2 separate regions of the Mus musculus genome follow, and region 1 is linked to region 2. The links are chromatin contacts, called in public HiChIP or PLAC-seq maps. All regions are on one chromosome and are shown on one strand. Each heading gives the region's core, a stretch centred on a gene start, on an enhancer-like site or on the middle of the called end of the contact. The rest is flanking DNA. Distances are from core to core; before and after follow the strand shown. Region 1 has its middle 73 kb from the start of Gm36388. Region 2 overlaps Gm37896 (a long non-coding RNA gene).

Region 1 (5,728 bases), core at 1,519-4,018, 260 kb before region 2:
GATGCAGCTGTAATTCTATCCCTGGGAAGGCAGAGACTGGAGGATTTCCATTAGACAGCTAGCCCTGTTGAATGGTGATCTCCAGGTTCAGTTAGAGACCCTGTTTCAAACTATAATAACATTGACCTTGGCACTCACACACACCCACATTCACATGTACACAAACACAAAACACACCTCTATACAACACTACACATCTAGGCATATATGCATGCACTTACACAAGCATACATGCATACACACATGTGAATACTCACACATGTGCATGCACACACACACACTCGAACAGTTAAAACCCAATATCAGAGAATCATAGGGAATGCTCTCTTGCCGTAGACTCAGATCCTTTTCACAGGCTCAACTTTCTCTCTTCGAGGCTTACTATGTTTAAGTCTAAGAACTATAGAGTCAAAAAATTATCACAAGGAACTCAAATAAGCTTACTTTTTATGTGATTAAATTAAAAAAAAACAACAACAACAACAAACAACAAAAATGACAGACTGTATTAGAAAAATGAAACCTCCCTTAGTATTGTGATAATCTGGTAAATCGGGTTGGTATTCAGTTGTTAATGATGCCTAGCAAGAATATTTTAGGTCCAAAAGTTGCTTAAAGAACCCTCAGTGTGGCAGACCTCTGAGTCCATGTGGCCCATAAGCAAGTCATTTAGAGTAGAGTTCCCAAAATTTAACCTGCTGTAACTTCCATTTAGAGTACAAAGACTAGACCAACTACAGGGACTTCTGTGTTGATGGGACACAAAAATGAAGAGATTTCACTGTAGTGGGAAACATCAGCCAATCAGAAGAGTGATGATCCCAGCCAGCTCAAAATGAGCAGGGCAGATGTAGTCATTAGCACAGTTTCCCATGAACAGCCATATCCTTTCACATTACTCTGATGCTTGCCTGCTCACACATGCTGTGCCTCTTTGGAAAAGGAGAGCCAATGTCTCCATCTGAAAATGTCTGTTAATCACAGTTTTGAAAAATATATTTTAGCAGAGGACAAAAATACCAATGTAGCTAAAATGAGGAAGGGCTTGAGAGAGAAAGAAGCAGACAGCCCCCTAAAGCCAAAACAAGTCAATGTGGGGACAGGGTCATGTAGCCACATCTCTGAAGACCAACTGATTTGTACAGTCATCAGAAATGAGGCACAGGCTCTGATTACCACTGTGATTTGGGTTGTATTTATCCTTTGGTAGAAAGTCTGTTCAAATGATTTCTCTCGTACACACACTGCCTATCTGACAATATACTCACAGTGATCCTCATAAAGAATTGAGCACTGTCAAAGGTTATCTTTGCATTTGAGCATCCTTAATGGAAGATGGACATAGATCTTTCCATCACAATTTACCTTTTGAAAATGGCAGTCACTGGATGATTGTCTAAAGAGGTTAAGAAAATTCAAATAGAGCAGTCAAAGACCAGAGAAACAATGACCTTGAGAAATACTACTGAGCAAGAGTGAGAATTTGGACAGGGAGGTTGGAGGAAAAGAAGACAGAGAAGGTGGATTCTCTTAGCTCTTTATCTATTCCTCAAGACAGATTAGACCTGACAATGTCATTGGTCTTTGGTAGACCAGGTGTCCATACTAATAAGCTAACATGTTCAAGGAGAGTGGCTTACAGATTCCAGTAAGCCATGTTGAAAAATTAAATATACTAAGGAGTCCATAGTTACCCACTAGCAGCCATCCAATTTACAGCATCCTATAATAAACATTTGATGATCTGCTTACTATACATAGGTCTACATACATGCAAAGTCTAATGATAAACTATTTAATTTCCAGCTGCATACATATAACACAGAGAAAAATCAGGCCCCAAATTTGGGTTTTGTTTAGAGCCTAACAGATGTCTCAACTAAAATGGTTATCATCTGGTATTCAGTGGACACTATAGTACGCCTGGCTCTCCTCAAAGTCTGACTGGACTCTGAGGAGCTGTTGAGTAATCTGAACCATTGCACTGGCTTTGGAAAGAACAGGGTTTGTAGACAGCCTGACTGTAAGAACACTCCATCCTGAGAGGAAGGCAGTGGGAGCATAAGGCAACAGTCATACTGCATCTACAGTCAGGACACAGAAATGAATGTTGGCTCTCAGCTTGTTTCATCCCTTTTATTCAGTCTGAAACTCAAATCCATGGCATGGTGCTCCCCTCATTTAGACTGGGTCTTCCCTGGTCAGTTAGACCTTTCTAGAAAAGCTCTCATAAATATATCTAAGAGATGTGTTTCCCTGGTGATTCTAAATCCCATCAAGCTGAGAATCAAGCTTAGCCATCACTCTCTGGGATTAGTTTTCTTCTGAGAAAGATGCAAAGATGTCTGTGTATGGTACACCTAACTGTGGATCCCACACATCCAGTGTCTCATCTGAGTCGTCCAGGACTTCCCCTGTGATCTGTAACTTCCCAGTTTGATCAGTGGTTGCCTCCTCTTGTCCTAATCATGGCCCCACTTGTCCTACTCTCTTCCCTGACTCCAGTACATCATGGGCTTCTCTATACTCTGTTCCTTGACTACTCAGATGGCCATCTTTCCCACCTCTGTAGAACAACCTGATTCCTAGAAGAGCCATTGTCATTGAAACCAAGGACATGTCCCCATCAGGAAGTAACAGAGGCCCATGCAATTGGAACTGCACTTGCAGTTAAGGAAAAGAACACAACAATCTCAATGGGAAATGATAGAGAAACCCTTGGAGACAGTCTGTGTGGGGGAGGGGCAGGCTCTTTGACTTTCATCAGCTGCTCAGTAAATCTGCCTCTGAATAGAACTCTGTCATTCCAGGGGGGCAGCTATAAAAGGCTTCTGGCTGGTGTTCTGAGAAGCCCATCCATTTTCACAGTACTTAGGACTTGTTTTCTTTGAAAATTTGAGAACTTAATAAATCTTAAACGTGTTTATGCCCATAAGAGGTTGCAATCAATATCTGCTGATGTAAATAATAAAACCAATGAGAAGATGGGTTCAGAAAGGCCCCAAACCTCTGATGTATAAACTTTGAGGTAAAAGAAAACCAGGAACCCGATTATTCTTTTGGAAACCGCTGTGAATGCACATCTACCTTGACACAGAGACAGCTCCTAACCCAATGGCGTTAGAAATCCCTGCTCTGAGTTTCTGAAAGCAACAAATGAATGGTAATAGTGGTGATTTGGAGGAGCCAAGCATAGAGGATGGAAGAACATGGGACAGACATTCTCCTCTTCCTGTTATCCACTAAATCCTCATGCTGCATGTCCCAGCCTCACTTCCAGGTTCTCTCTGTTTGAAGCCCTGCTTTTAAGTCAAAGCCCACCATGTCTGGATAACTCTCCAAGCTCGGCACAAAATGGAAGACTCCCTTTCTCGGTGGGCTTGCTTTCTCTGCTTGATTGAAGAGTGTCCCTGAGCACAGAAGCCTGGCCTTATCTAAAGAATAACATTGTCCTGTGACTCAGCAAATCTAGCTCTAGCTTCTAGCCCATATGATAATCAGGTACTGTGTTACAACCAATCAGGCCTTTCTACATGGACACCTAAAAGCTCTTATATACCCTACCCCTGGAGAAATAAAGTAGAGCTGTCTCCAGAAATCCTTCTGTCAAATTCATGGCTGTTCAAATCCTGCTTACCGTTTCTGCCCCCTCCACTGCTCTCACGGGCCAGTGGCCAATGACCCCTGAGGAGAAGGGGGACCCACACCTCTCATCTCAGTAGCCATACTTATCCTGAACCATGAGCAAGAAGCATTAGTTCTCTAGCTTTGATTCCCAGGCACATTACTTTACAAAGTTGTCTATCTGTCCAACACGATTGCTGAAATTCTATGTGTCTTAGATGATTAAAAAAATTTTTTATCTTAGTTTTGGATCTTGGAATCCAATATCAAGGTTTGACAGAGTAGCTTCTCATAAGGGATTATGAAACTGTTTTTTCTTTATTATCTGTAGGTGGCTCTCTTCCTGAGTCCTTTTCCACGATGTCCTCTGTATGCGTATCTTTCTTTGTCCATATTCCTGCTATTTACAAAGGCACCAGACATAGTGGATCAGAAGGCACACTAATGACCTCGTTCCAAGTTGGTTATCTATTTCAAGAATCTATCCCCAAATAACGGTGCATTCTGGTGTGCTGTGTTAGCGTTAGTGCTAGTTTTATGCCAACTTGACACAAGTTAGAGTCATTGTTATGGTGTGTATATGCTGGTGTGGCCCTGTTGGAATAGGTGTGTCACTGTGCGTGTGGGCTTTAAGACTCTCTTTCGTAGCTGCTTGGAAGCCAGTATTCTGCTAGCAGCCTTCAGAAGAAGATGTAGAACTCTCAGCTCCTCCTGCAGCGTGCCTGCCTGGAGGCTGCCATGTTCCCACCTTAATGATACTGGACTGAACTTCTGAACCTGTAAGCCAGTGCCAATAAGAGTTGCCTTGGTCATGGTGTCTGTTCACAGCAGGAAAACCCTAAGACAGTTATTGAAGAGGGGGGGATCCTCAATTGAGAAAATGTCTCTATAAAATAGGGCTGGAGGAGAACCTAGGGCATTGTTTTAGTGGTTGATGTGGGAGAACCCGGGTTACTGTGGGTGATACAACTCCTGGACTGGTGGTCCTTCCTTCTACAGAAAGCAGGCTGAGCAAGCCATGAGGAACAACCCAGTAAGCAGCATCCCTCCACGGCCTCTGCATCTGCTCCTGCCTCCAGGTTCCTGCCCTGACTTCTTTCAATGATGAACAGTGATGTGGAAGTATACACTACATCAACACTTCTTCCTCAAGTTGCTTCTGGTCATGGTGTTTCATCACAGCAATAGTAACCCCACGGAAGCCAGGGTTTCACATGGTCTGGGGTAGAGACGATGATTAGTTATAAAATGTTCCCCAGTGGCCTGTCTTCAGTCACTTAGTCTCCAGTGGAGGTAAACTTTTGAAAGGTTTTAGAACCTTTTTTGGGGGGTGGGGAGAGCACATTGGGAAGTAGTCAAGGTAGGGGGCAGGTCTTAAAGTTGCATAGCTCACTGTGCCTTTTGTCTCATCTCTGATGCCTGCTTCAACAAGATGTACGCAGCTTCAGCTGCATCCTCCCCGGTAATGGAGCCTTGCCCCCTGATTATCACAGACTACATGCTTTCAACTGTGAGCCCAAGGGAATCCTTACTCCTTTAAAAAGCTTCTTGTCAGGTATTTGGTCACAGGGACACACACAATTCAACCTCTAACTAGGACTATCCAGCCGCCTTTATTAGACACTGAGGAAAATGTGCATAGCCAAGGCGATCTTTAGCAAACTCACTGAGTAAGCAGACAGAAAGAACACCAGGCTGCCCGTGGCTGGGGGTGGGGCTGGGGGATGAAGTACGCAATAGAAGAGATCTGGAGAGCTAAGGACTGACTGCTGCTGAGGTGCCATCGTTCTGAACTGGGCAAGAGATGCCATGAAAAGTTGTGGCGCTTACCGATGCTGAGAAAACACAGGTTTCTTTGTTTCCCTGCTTATGCACTGACAGCTGAACTTGGTAGCTCGACCTGTTCCGACTGAGGAAGGACTCTAGCCTTCCATCATCTGACAAACTTTAGTTCTTTTAAATGCCTGTGTGCTGGGTAATTTGGGGGGTGGGGGGAGGATGTCACAGAATGAGAAGGGAAGACTCATCGCTTCCTGCAAAGTGTGGTCCGAGGCTTTTGTGTGTACTTCATACCTGCACAAAAGAGAGGAGAGTCCTCTTCATA
Region 2 (5,438 bases), core at 780-3,279:
AAATCTAAATTGACCCCTTAAAAAGTAAAACTTCTACTGAAAGACCAGTTAAGAAAAATAAAAAGGTAAGCCCCAGACTGAGAAAGAGAGAAAATATTTTCAAATCACATAAGTGATAAATAACTAGTATCTAAGAACACTTGGAAGCTATCCAGGGTGACCGGGATCCCACCTTTCGCTCACATGGGCAGGAGATGCAGGGGATTGTGCCTGGCAGAAACCACTCAAGAACGAATGTGTGAGGAGAGTGGAAAATGGAAGAGTGGAGCTGTGCATGTGCTGTGGAGAGAGAGAGGTGGAGCCAGAGACATGATCATGGTGTCAGGTGTGAGCGAGGGCTGAGGTGATCTGCCCTGTGTGGTTGGCGGGGGCAGTGTGCAGGACCTGAGAGCTTATGCAGACACACGCTCAGACCCAGAACAATGACCATGTCTGGGTCTGTGGTCCTGGGTCTGTGGTCCAATTGAAGCTGGGATCTGTGTTGATGTGCAGCCCATGTCACCACCAGAGGCCATGAGGATGTCCGTGGTCTGTGCTGCAGCCAGAAGCCATGTGAAAGCCCATGACCCGTGCTCCCGCTAACTGTGCTGCAGTACAGACCATGTTTGCTGTGATACACATGACTGCAGATGCACAGTTAGGAGGGAGGATCATGGAAGGCTTCTGTGGCAACACCTACCTCCCCCAAAAGTAATAGCCTAGGCAGGAAGCCACCAAAAAAGAGTAGGGATAGGGGTGTGATAGGGATGCTGAAGTGTAGCTCACCACAATGATTGGCTTCTGGGTGTGAGACACAGGAAGGGAACTCTGCTCTATTTGAGGGGCAGACACTGAGAGTTTGACCATGCTCCGGTGAGTATATAAATAACACAAATTGAACTTTGGGGCTTGGGGGATCACAAAGATGGAGAGGGGTCATGGAAGGACTGGGAAGTGAGTGTAATCAAGAAGTATGATATGCAATTCCCAAAGAATCAATAAAAATACTATGCTGAAAAAAATAATGCTTCATAAGGTACACCCAACTAAAATCTGTATCTGCTACTTATAGCCATATGCTAATTAACTTAAGTAACTGTATTAATATATGTTGAATTAAGTAACTTATTAAACAATTATAGTAATTGTTATTAATCATATTCTAATTAACTTAGTTTTCTTTGGGGGGGGGTGTTGTTTATTTTTGAAACAGGGTCTCATGTAGCCCAGGCTGGCCTTGAACTGTGTAGCTGAGGATGGCTCTGACCTCGATATCTTCCAGCCTCCACCTCCCAAAAGCTGGGATTACAGGCATGCAATTCTAGAGATCAAATCTAAGGCTTTATGTATGCAAAGCACTCAGGTTACTGCCCATTCCCAAGCTGTTGTTAACTAGGGAAATTGAGATGTGTATGCTAGTTATGGCCCTTTCCCAGTAACAACTTTGTGGAGATGTGTAGAAAAGAATTCTCAGGAACACTTGGCTTCCTATCTGAATGCTTCTTGGAAGTGGGAAGACACTCTGGCACAATCCTGTTACTTCACTCATGTGGGCTCCTTGAAGTTGTAGACATGGAAATGACAGTGAGGAAATTTGAAAGATTGATTGATTAGAGGCAGTAAGGTAGGCCAATTCGGGCAAAGTGAAACTCAAGGACTGATCTGTTCTGTGTGGGTCTTCATTCTGTCCTTTGTAAGCTGGGTAAATGTTACCAACCCATCCAATGTCTGGGGCCTTTGATATTTGCTAGCATGTAATGAGCAATGGTCATTCCATGTCAATGGTCATTACAAAGTCAGCCATTTCTCATACTTCTTGCCATGTTAGAACTCCATCTAGATCTGTCAGGTAATTCTTGGGGTGGACTGATTATCTTAAATATCTTCAAAAGGAGGACTGTGTCAGGTTCTGTTCTTGTTGCCTGCCATGACCTAACATCTAACAAGTTGAAAGTCAAGGGAAGAAGAGTTTTTCGGTTTTTCGGTAGTTTTATTTTTGGTTTAGTTTAGGTTTTTGTCTCACAGTTTGAGGGTATAGTCCACCATGATGGGGAAAGCACAGCAGCAGGAGTGGCTCCCACCTGAGGCAGCAGAACCCTGAGGTTGCTTGCTCACATCTTGGGGAATGAAGAAGAAGAAAGTAGACAGGGATCTGGGCTGGCCTAAAAACCTCAACTCTATCCCCAGTGACTCTCTTCCTCCTGTGAGACTTCACTTCTCAGAGGTCTATAGCTTCCCAAACTGCTACCAGCTATGGACAAGTACGTGAGACAAGTACTGTGGGATAGTGCAAGTTTTATTTATCTATCTATCTATCTATCTATCTATCTATCTATCTATCTATCTATTTACCAGGAAGGGGGCAGACTGCATGGAAAGGTCGAAGTACAACTCTCTGGAACAGCTTCTCTCCTGTCTCCTTCTGGGATCCAGACTGAAGACTTATCAGACCCACATGCAAGTCCCTTTACTCACTGAGCCATCGCTCCCTGACTCTGTGTGAGACATTTCAACATTCAAACCATAGCAAGGAGAAAATGAAACAACCAACACAATCAGATTAAAGCAGAAGCAGAATAATTAAGATGAAAAGGAAGTAAGTGTGGCGGGGCATCTTCTGGATTGTAGAGCATGTAACAAAGTAATATAACTCATTCTTTAAAAGGGCTGGAGAACCGGGGCAGAGTTGGCGCATGCCTTCAATTCTTGCACTTGGGAGGCAGAGGCAGGTGGATTTCTGAGTTCAAGGCCAGCCTGGTCTACAGAGTGAGTTCCAGGATTGCCTGGGATATACAGAGAAACCCTGTCTCAGGGGGAAAAAAATGTCTGCAGAAACCAAAGACAACATCTTTTGCAAAGCAGAAATAGTAAGTTCCTTCCTTGGAGCAACAGGACATGAGTTATGGTGTCTCTGATGTTTTATCAAACTTACATAGGTTTGATTCTGGTCCTGTGAGGTGCAAGAAATTACTGCCAACACTTAGTTGTGACATGATGTGGATCTTTGGAGGACCGAGGTGTGTGGCCAAGGTTACCTGACACACACACAAGAATGTTCCTGTCCTTCAGAAGCAACTAACAGTTGCCACACCACAGGCTACTCAGGCATGCTTATACCTAATAAATATCGTTGCTTTCTTGGCTTTGTACTGGTTGGTGTGTGCATGTGCATGTGTGTGTGCATGTGTGTAGCCTGGATTGCAGAGGCATAGTGACTCATCCTGATCTACACAAGCTCTGACCCCAGGTCTTCACACTGCACAGCAACACATTACCCGTGAGGCATCTCTCTGCCCACTAGTTGAACGTTTCAAGAGACTAAATGCTTGATCGCACCATAAGAAGGGAAGAGCTAAGCTGAAGCTTGTCTGACATCCATACCTGGATCTGTGGAACTGCACATGCTTAGAGCAAATTCAAATTCTGATCCTAGGGCTGGAGCCAAGAGCATTGGTTAGGTGAATAACTAATTTCAAATAGTGCAGAATCGGTACTAATCGGAAAAAAATTTTTAATTCAACATCTGTCTTTGGAGTTTGAGTTTTTCCAATTTAAGCCAACAACATATTTCTAAGTGAAATCTTCCAATTCTGCTTTCTTTGTTTCTTTGTTCCTTCTCCTTCTCCTTCTCCTTCTCCTTCTTCTCCTTCTTCTCCTTCTTCTCCTTCTTCTATCTGGTATATTCTTTTGAGAAGAATAACATTGTTTAAGTAATACATAAATCCTATTAGTATCTTCAGGATACACCTGGAAAAAATATTTTTGTTGCTATTTTAAGGCAGGGTCCCTCATAGATAAGGCCTTTTAACTCACATATCAATTGCCTCCCCGAATGGACAGTGTTAATATTAAAAATTATTTTATTCCATAAATGAGTAACTCAATCTTAAAACATTATGTGCCACATATATTTGTAGGCCAAATATTTCTCAAAAGACCACGTGAAAGTAGACAGCTGGTCTCCTGAACTTTTCACTTTAATTAAAGTCTGTGTTTTAAGAAACTTCATGAGAAACTTAAAAGTGGAACACAGGATGAATATGCCAGAAGTTTTCATGGAAAAGTTTTCATGGATTACCAATAACCTCTTTGTCCACTATTCCTTCCTTCCATCTCAGGATTTAATTTGAAAAAAAAAAAAAAAGCAATTTTTCTTTTGTAAGTGTTAGGCAGGGTGTTGAGAATCTGAGTCAGGGAAGGTGAGAATAAACCCTGCAAGCAGATAATTTATGCCTCTGTGGTGGCTCAAGGGACTAACAATAAATGTTATATTAATAAGGTTGTGGAAATCCTTGTGTATACTATCATAAAGTAGTTCTAGGAGAAGGAAAACAGAAACGATAAACAGCAGTGAGCTGTGCTGCTTTCTCTGTCATAGGCACTGGGGAGTTTATAAAGGGGGGGGGGGTAGCATAAGCCAAGAGAAGGGATAACAGAGGCCTAGACCATAGGCGGGTTTGGAGAATATAATATTTAAAATAATATTATTCTTAGACAAATGGCTAGAGTATTCTTCTTGTTCTGCTAGACACAAAGGGAACTCAGTCTACATTCTTAGGAAGAATTTCCTATGGGGCCTTGAGATCAAGCTCATACTTTCCACCAACTCTTTTCTTACCTTGGTCTGGGAATAACAGAGGATGGTAGCATGGTAGCATGGTGCTGTGGCTCAGAGAGCAGTGGCCAGCTATCCCTGGATGCAGCTCTCCTCTTCAAAGGCTGAGGTCATAAAAGTCTCTGAAGATACAGCAGATCATGGGGAGTGGAGGCAAAAGAGACAGATACAGACAGACAGACCCAGAAAGGGGGGGGGGGGGTCCCGATCATACCACTGGCTCACCTTCCACTGAATTCTGAAAAGAGGCCTACTTTTAGGTTCTCTTCCTCTCTGACTACACCAAGGCCAGTGAATGGGAGCACAGGGACTGATGGGGGAAAATACTGTAAAATCAGAAAAAGGAAACAAATTATTGTGCTTATACTTTCTTCGGAGTTCAGCCCCATGTCTAGTTTGGATTGTAACAATCTTTAAATATCTAGTTTTAAGAGAGTAGGCCAAATAGCCAAGGAAGTCATTAAAGGAGAGGAGCTCAACCCAGACGAAGGCAGAGTGTGGCAGCCACAGGGAGTATTTGGACTTGCAGTGGGACCTGCTTCCTCTCCTTGAGGGTTGGGTGAGCTGGGTGTTGCTAAAGACCAAGCAAGACATCTGCTCATGTACGTGTGGCCGTGAGGAAGAGAAAGGGCCACAGATGAGATAAGAAGGACATTAAAATGAGTACCCCAGAGGGTAAGGCCAAGCCTTACCACACTCCCTGAATTTAACTCTAAAAGAAGAAACTGGAAAGACGGGAAATGAAGATTCTAGTAAAATTCTTATTTGGATGCGTTCCATCACAGAAAGAGAAGCAAACTGATAGAATTGTTCATTATCTGCAGGTCCATCAAATATTATTTTG

The links. HiChIP or PLAC-seq counts read pairs in DNA pulled down with a chosen protein or histone mark.
Region 1: a contact with region 2 is called in an H3K4me3 HiChIP or PLAC-seq map of the SCID.adh cell line, with 13 read pairs. The contact joins two enhancer-like sites. A contact is called at or near these places in 1 of 484 Hi-C or Micro-C datasets (nephron progenitors) and 3 of 115 datasets of contacts at active chromatin or transcription factors (the SCID.adh cell line and embryonic stem cells).

What each region holds. Positions count from the first base shown.
Region 1 is chr1:187,721,856-187,727,583 of GRCm38.p6, reverse strand. It overlaps a transcript of Esrrg not described here. Among named protein-coding and RNA genes, the nearest start is that of Gm36388, 73 kb to the right of the region's middle. Within about 2 kb of position 2,768, at least 2 of the 459 cell types and tissues checked have an H3K27ac peak or open chromatin away from gene starts, as enhancers often do. A contact at or near this core is called in the SCID.adh cell line, where this site is marked.
Region 2 is chr1:187,460,817-187,466,254 of GRCm38.p6, reverse strand. It overlaps Gm37896 (a long non-coding RNA gene), which reads right to left. Exons shown (of 3, transcript XR_865841.3): 2 at 4,598-5,438; 3 at 3,474-3,663. Among named protein-coding and RNA genes, the nearest start is that of Gm37896, 16 kb to the right of the region's middle. Within about 2 kb of position 2,029, at least 1 of the 459 cell types and tissues checked has an H3K27ac peak or open chromatin away from gene starts, as enhancers often do. A contact at or near this core is called in the SCID.adh cell line, where this site is marked.